Linked DNA regions of Callithrix jacchus: region 2 is linked to region 1. Evidence: chromatin contacts called from public Hi-C data. All regions are on one chromosome and are shown on one strand. Each heading gives the region's core, a stretch centred on a gene start, on an enhancer-like site or on the middle of the called end of the contact. The rest is flanking DNA. Distances are from core to core; before and after follow the strand shown. Region 1 has its middle 13 kb from the start of SMARCD3. Region 2 holds the start of LOC144578411.

Region 1 (2,670 bases), core at 48-2,547:
ATTAACATCCATCTGCCCCAAGGTAAGAATTCACTGGAGAATGAGGAGGTAGGAGGTGCTGGGAGGGTGTGAGGAGGAGGTGTGTCCTCCTCTTCTGCAACCAGTAGGAAACGCTAGGGATGGAATCCGTTGTTTACAGACATGGAGGCAAAAAACAAGAGTGAGCTGGGAGAGCTGAGAGCCCGCTGTGGAGGACAGGAAGTTGTGGGGGAGCTGCTTTTTCCAGACACCTCCTGTAACAATGTGATTCGAAATTGTGTAACTTGGTTTTTGGCTTGTTTTTACAGGGACATGGATTTGATGTTTTAATAAAAACACAATTTCTCCAGAAGGTCTTAACACAGCCCAGGACCAGGCCGTCAGGTGAAGTCAGCCCTAAGGCCCCTGAAAGAGGTATGCAGAGGGAACCTGCTCCCACCACGCTCCTGCCCGCACGGGGACCCACTGAGAGTCAGTCACTGCTGGGTGTCCCTCATTAAAAAAAAATAAAATAAAAGCCTAGACTGTGACATTCCAAAAGGACTCTGGAAGCCACATGCCCAATTCTTGAATCCCTGCATTAGAAGTGAGTTAGATTAGGTGAAGTAAACCTGAATTCCCAGGTCAGGAATTCCAGTTTCATTTTCACCAGCTCCTGAAAAAGGCCAAGATTGAGGGCTCAGGCCCTGGGCAGGTGTAAGACAGGGACTGTTTTCAGAACCTCCTTGGCCAGCCATGGTGGCTCATATCTGTAATCCCAGCACTTTCAGAGGCCAAGGCGGTCGGATCACCCGAGTCCAGGACTTCAAGACCAGCCTGGCCAACATGGCGAAACCCCGTCTCTACTAAAAATACAAAAATTAGCTGGGCGTGATGGCGGGCACCTGTAGTCCCAGCTACTCCGGAAGGTGAGGCAGGAGAATCATTTGAACCCGGGAGGCGGAGGTTGCAGTAAGCCAAGATCCTGCGATTGAACTCCAGGCTGGGCGACAGAGCGAGACTTTGTCTCAAAAAAAAAAAAAGAAAAAAATGTTCTGCACGTGTACCCCAAAACCTAAAATTAAAAAAAAAAGAACCTATTACACAAAGCTCTTGTTGAAACTGTGTAACTTGGCTTAAATTACAAAAGGCAGGGCCCTAGCGAGTTGCTTAGCCGTGCCGCGCGCCCACCCCCACAGAGCAGGAGGACCCGCCATCGCCAAGTCGTGACCTGTCATGCACACCATGACATGTCACCAATGAGACCAAGTGGCCTCCAACGCCGGTGGGGGTGTAAATCCGAGGTGGGCCCTGGGAGAGCGCGGTTGGCTGGGTGCTGCGCTGAAGGGGCTTCCAGGGTCAGGGCAGCAGGCGTGGGCCTTCGCCTGGCATGGAGTGGGGCTCCCTCGCCCCTTCCCGGCTGCTGCTCGGCGGCCGATTCCGCGGCCCATTCCGCGGCCGGGGGGAGATCCACGGGGGCGTCGGTCCCGCGATGGCCGCCAGGTGGCGCTAGAGTCCGCTCAGCCGCAGCCGCCCAGCCCCGGCTCCCGCCCGCCAAAGCCAAACGCCACCTGGCCCCGGGCCCGGGTCTCCCTCCCGCCCCTCCCGCGGAGTCTCCGAGGGGCGGGAAATGGTTTTCAAGAGACGAATTCAAATACATTCAAAAGCAGACCGGTTCTAACGAAGAAGCCAGTCAGGCTCCCTCATGCCTCCAGCGGAGCCCTGCCTCCTGTTTCTAAAAGCAAATCCCAGACGATCCATCACTCTGCATCTGAAAGTATCTCAGTTCCGAACTCTGTAAAACAAGGACTGTAAAAAAACGATAGTGACGGTCGGGCGCGGTGGCTCACGCCTGTAATCCCAGCACCTTGGGAGGCCGAGGTGGGTAGATCACTTGAGGTCAGGAGTTCGAGACCAGTCTGGCCAACATGGAGAAACCCCGCCTCTACTAAAAATACAAAAATTGGCGAGGTGGCGCATGTCTATAATCGCAGCTACTCTGAAGGCTGAGGCGATTCTCAGGGAGAATCGCTTGAGGCCGCCCGGGAGGCGGAGGTTGCAGTGAGCTGAGATCAGGCCACCGCACTCCAGGCTGGGCCACAGAGGAAGACTCTGTCTCAAAATATCAATAATAAAATAAAATAAATTATAATCCCTATGTTGTGACCACACAAGTTTAACAAAGGCACGTTCCTGGATCAGGACTCTGAGCCTGGAAGGGGACTGAAATCTGGATTTGTGACAAGTTTTCCCTGCAAAGTCTTGGGCGCCATGTGCAAAGGAATGGGGGAGACTCCCCGGAGCTCTGCTCCAGTACTGCTCCAGAGGCAGGTGGAGAACTGGGGTATCACACGCAGGCATCAGGATTGCATACTTGGGGGAACAGGGGTTTGGGAAGAGCCTGGTCAGATGGAGGGGGCAGGGACAGGCTGGGATCCCAGGTCCCACCACACCCTCCTCACTCGGGGATCTTTCTCTCTTGCTTCCACACCTTTCCCGGTCGGCCGCACGGTGGGTGGTACAGTGGCTAACAGGTCCCTTACCTTCAATGTTCTTCCTTTTTTTTTTTCCACTCTTCAAGGTTTATTGGGGGTTTTAGTTGTTGTAACACTTGGATGGTTGGTTGCGTTGTTTATACATAGATCTTGTTACATTGTATGGTAATGTACACTACTGATATATATGGCTCACAAAATAAGATCCCAAGTCTTA
Region 2 (2,670 bases), core at 112-2,611, 41 kb after region 1:
TGATTTGGACAGGTAGAGGGCATTCCAGGTAAAAGAATTCAGGGGCAGGGGCTAAGAAATGGGAGTGAGCAGGGATTTTGGAGGTTAGCAGGCAGACTGGGCAAATCACCTCCCCAGGTTCCCAGCAGCTACCTTCATGACCTATGGCAGACAGAGTCAGCCCACCCACCCATCCCCACCCTGTCAGCCCAGGCTCTGTGTTTGTGTGTGTGTGTGTGTGTGTGTGTGTGGTCTAGTCTAAAGCTCTGGGAGAGATTTGGTAGCAAGGGGATCTCTAGGTCCCCTTTTAAGCCAGGGGTGGTGTAGGGGCATCCTGGACCAGATGCCCTCTCTGGCATTTCAGATTGATGGTGGGCACCTAAATGAACAGTGACAGCTAAGAGCACCACCAGGACCGGCAGAAATCAGGCTGCGGACAGAAAAGACCCCCTGGGCAAAGGCGTTCTGAAGGGTTTAGGGTCAGGACTTGTCAGTCTTCAGGGCCCAACTTCAAATAAGTGTTTCACCAAACTCCCCTAGGCACTAGGCATGGCCCTGCCCTCTCCTGGATTCTCGCAGTGAGCCCACGGCTCCATGTCCCAAAGCCCACAGGCTCCTCCCCCAGAAGGAGGAAAGAGGGGCGTGGCCTTTGGGGGACTCGGGAGGGCCAGGGCTCCCAGCCTGGGGATGTCAGGATTTGCCCCTCCTCCTTCTGGTCCCTCCTCCACTCCAGGGACTGCCAGCTCCTTCCACACGCCCCTTCTGGGGCTCCCTCGCCATCCCACCCCACACCACAGCTTCAAGACTCCTCTCTCTGGGGTATTGAGGCAGGCCCACCATACCCAGCCCAGCTGCCCCAACTCTTCTGGGTCCACCCCCATCCCAAGGAAACCAAGCCGGGCTTCCCTCGTTCCCTCCACGCACCCACCCCAGCACCCCCCTGGCGCCGCGCCATTCCCCACATTCGTTCTCTTCCTGTTCTCATGAGCACAATCCCTGTCCTTCTTTCCGAAATACTTCCCCTGTTGCCCTCACTTTCTCACAGAGCGACAAACAAAGACTCACATACCCAGAAATAGCCTCGCACAGAGCTGAAAGGCACAGGCCACGTCCTGCCACACACGCAGGCGCGCGCGCACGGAGGCTGTCGTGGAGGGAAGCACACAGACAGGGCGTCTGTCTGCATGCACAGAGCAGCCACGCCACAAAAGGGCGCGGACACACACTGCGTGCGAGACAAGGGCACACACAGCCGTGGACGCAGGGCCACGCCGCCGCCCGGGCACACCCACCGCCGCCGGCCCAGGGCAGGCGCGAGGCCTCGCTGCCGGGCTCCCCGGCTCCTGCTAGCCCGTGTTTCCCGGCTCGGCCTGCCAGGTCTCTGGGGAAAGGGCCTCAGAAATGCAGCAGGAGCCGCTGGGGGGAAAGTTGGAACTGACTGTTCCCGGCCTGGCGCGGCCGGCGAATTCCCTGACGGAGAAACTATTTGTGGCGAGAGCCGGTGGCCGGCGACCCCCCGCCGCCTCCCCTGGCGTCCCCTCCCCGCGCCGCCTCCCGCGGCCCTCGGCGGCCTCGGGCTGCAGCGCCGCTGCCCAGCGCCCGCCGCCGGGCTGGTCGGCGCGCCTCGCCGCTTATCTGCGCTGTTTGGACAGCGGGCTTGGAAAGGCAGGCGGCCCCGTCCCCGCCGAGTCAACAGGCAGACCCCGGGCCGCCGGACTATTTCTGGCTTATCAGTGCAGGAATGCGGCAGCCGCGGCGGCGGCGGCGGGCGGGCGGCGGCGGCGTGGGCCGTGGGCCGTCAGGGCAGCCCTGAAGGGGCCCCCTCCCCACTCCGCTCGAGTAGAAGTGTGAGAGAGCCCAGCAGGACTCAGAGGGGAGAGTTGGAGGAAAAAAAAAGGCAGAAAAGGGAAAGAAAGAGGAAGAGAGAGAGAGAGTGAGAGGAGCCGCTGAGCCCACCCCGATGGCCGCGGACGAAGTTGCCGGAGGGGCGCGCAAAGCCACGAAAAGCAAACTTTTTGAGTTTCTGGTCCATGGGGTGGTGAGTGGGGGAAAGTTAGCGGGGGAGGGCGAGTGAGCTGGCTCGGGCTGAATGGAGGGCTGATCGGGAGGGGCCGGGAGGGCGCTCCCGCTCTCCCACCCCTCTAGCGGGGGGCGCCACGGCCCACGGCCCGGCCCCGGGACCGTGCCGGCGCCCTGGCACCTGAACACGTCGCCAGGCGGCCGGCCGGGTCTGGCGCGAGGCGGGGAAGGGAGGCGTTTACATGGCTCTTGTCAGGGGTGGGGGTGGGACTTGGGGACTCTCCCCCCCCAAGTGGGGGGTCCTCGCTGTAGTGGACAGGTTGACTTCCGTTCTTTTCCTTGTGGGCCCAGGTGTTGCCCCTGCCCTCGGGGAGGGGGTGGGGGATGGGGATATGGCAGAGTCTGGGCTGGGCTGTCTCTTCATCCGTTGGGACAGTGTCACTGCTTGTGTCTCCAGAGCAAGGAGCAGGTGACCCTGGAGGCACTGTCGCGGGAAGCTCGCAGGCTGAGCGACTTCTGCATCCCAGCGGGAGGGCTCTGGAGCTTCTGCCTCGGGGTGGGGGAGAGGCCTGCTCTAGGGACTTACCCCAAGTTACGGACTCTGAGGGTCCCCTTGGCGGCTCAGCCACCAGAAGCTGATGTCCTAAACTCCTGGAAGGTGTGAAGGAAGGG

What was found. Hi-C and Micro-C count contacts between places; a contact is called where the count stands out from the background.
Region 2: a contact with region 1 is called in a Hi-C map of skeletal muscle, with 5 times the contacts expected there. The contact joins the promoter of LOC144578411 here to the enhancer-like site in region 1. A contact is called at or near these places in 2 of 3 Hi-C or Micro-C datasets (induced pluripotent stem cells and skeletal muscle).

What each region holds. Positions count from the first base shown.
Region 1 is chr11:96,922,589-96,925,258 of calJac240_pri, forward strand. No RefSeq gene overlaps it. Among named protein-coding and RNA genes, the nearest start is that of SMARCD3, 13 kb to the right of the region's middle. Within about 2 kb of position 1,298, at least 3 of the 16 cell types and tissues checked have an H3K27ac peak or open chromatin away from gene starts, as enhancers often do.
Region 2 is chr11:96,963,923-96,966,592 of calJac240_pri, forward strand. LOC144578411 reads right to left here and starts at 1,362. Exons shown (of 2, transcript XM_078343448.1): 1 at 1,049-1,362. The coding sequence starts at 1,165. The region is part of intron 2 of SMARCD3 (SWI/SNF related BAF chromatin remodeling complex subunit D3); the gene reads left to right.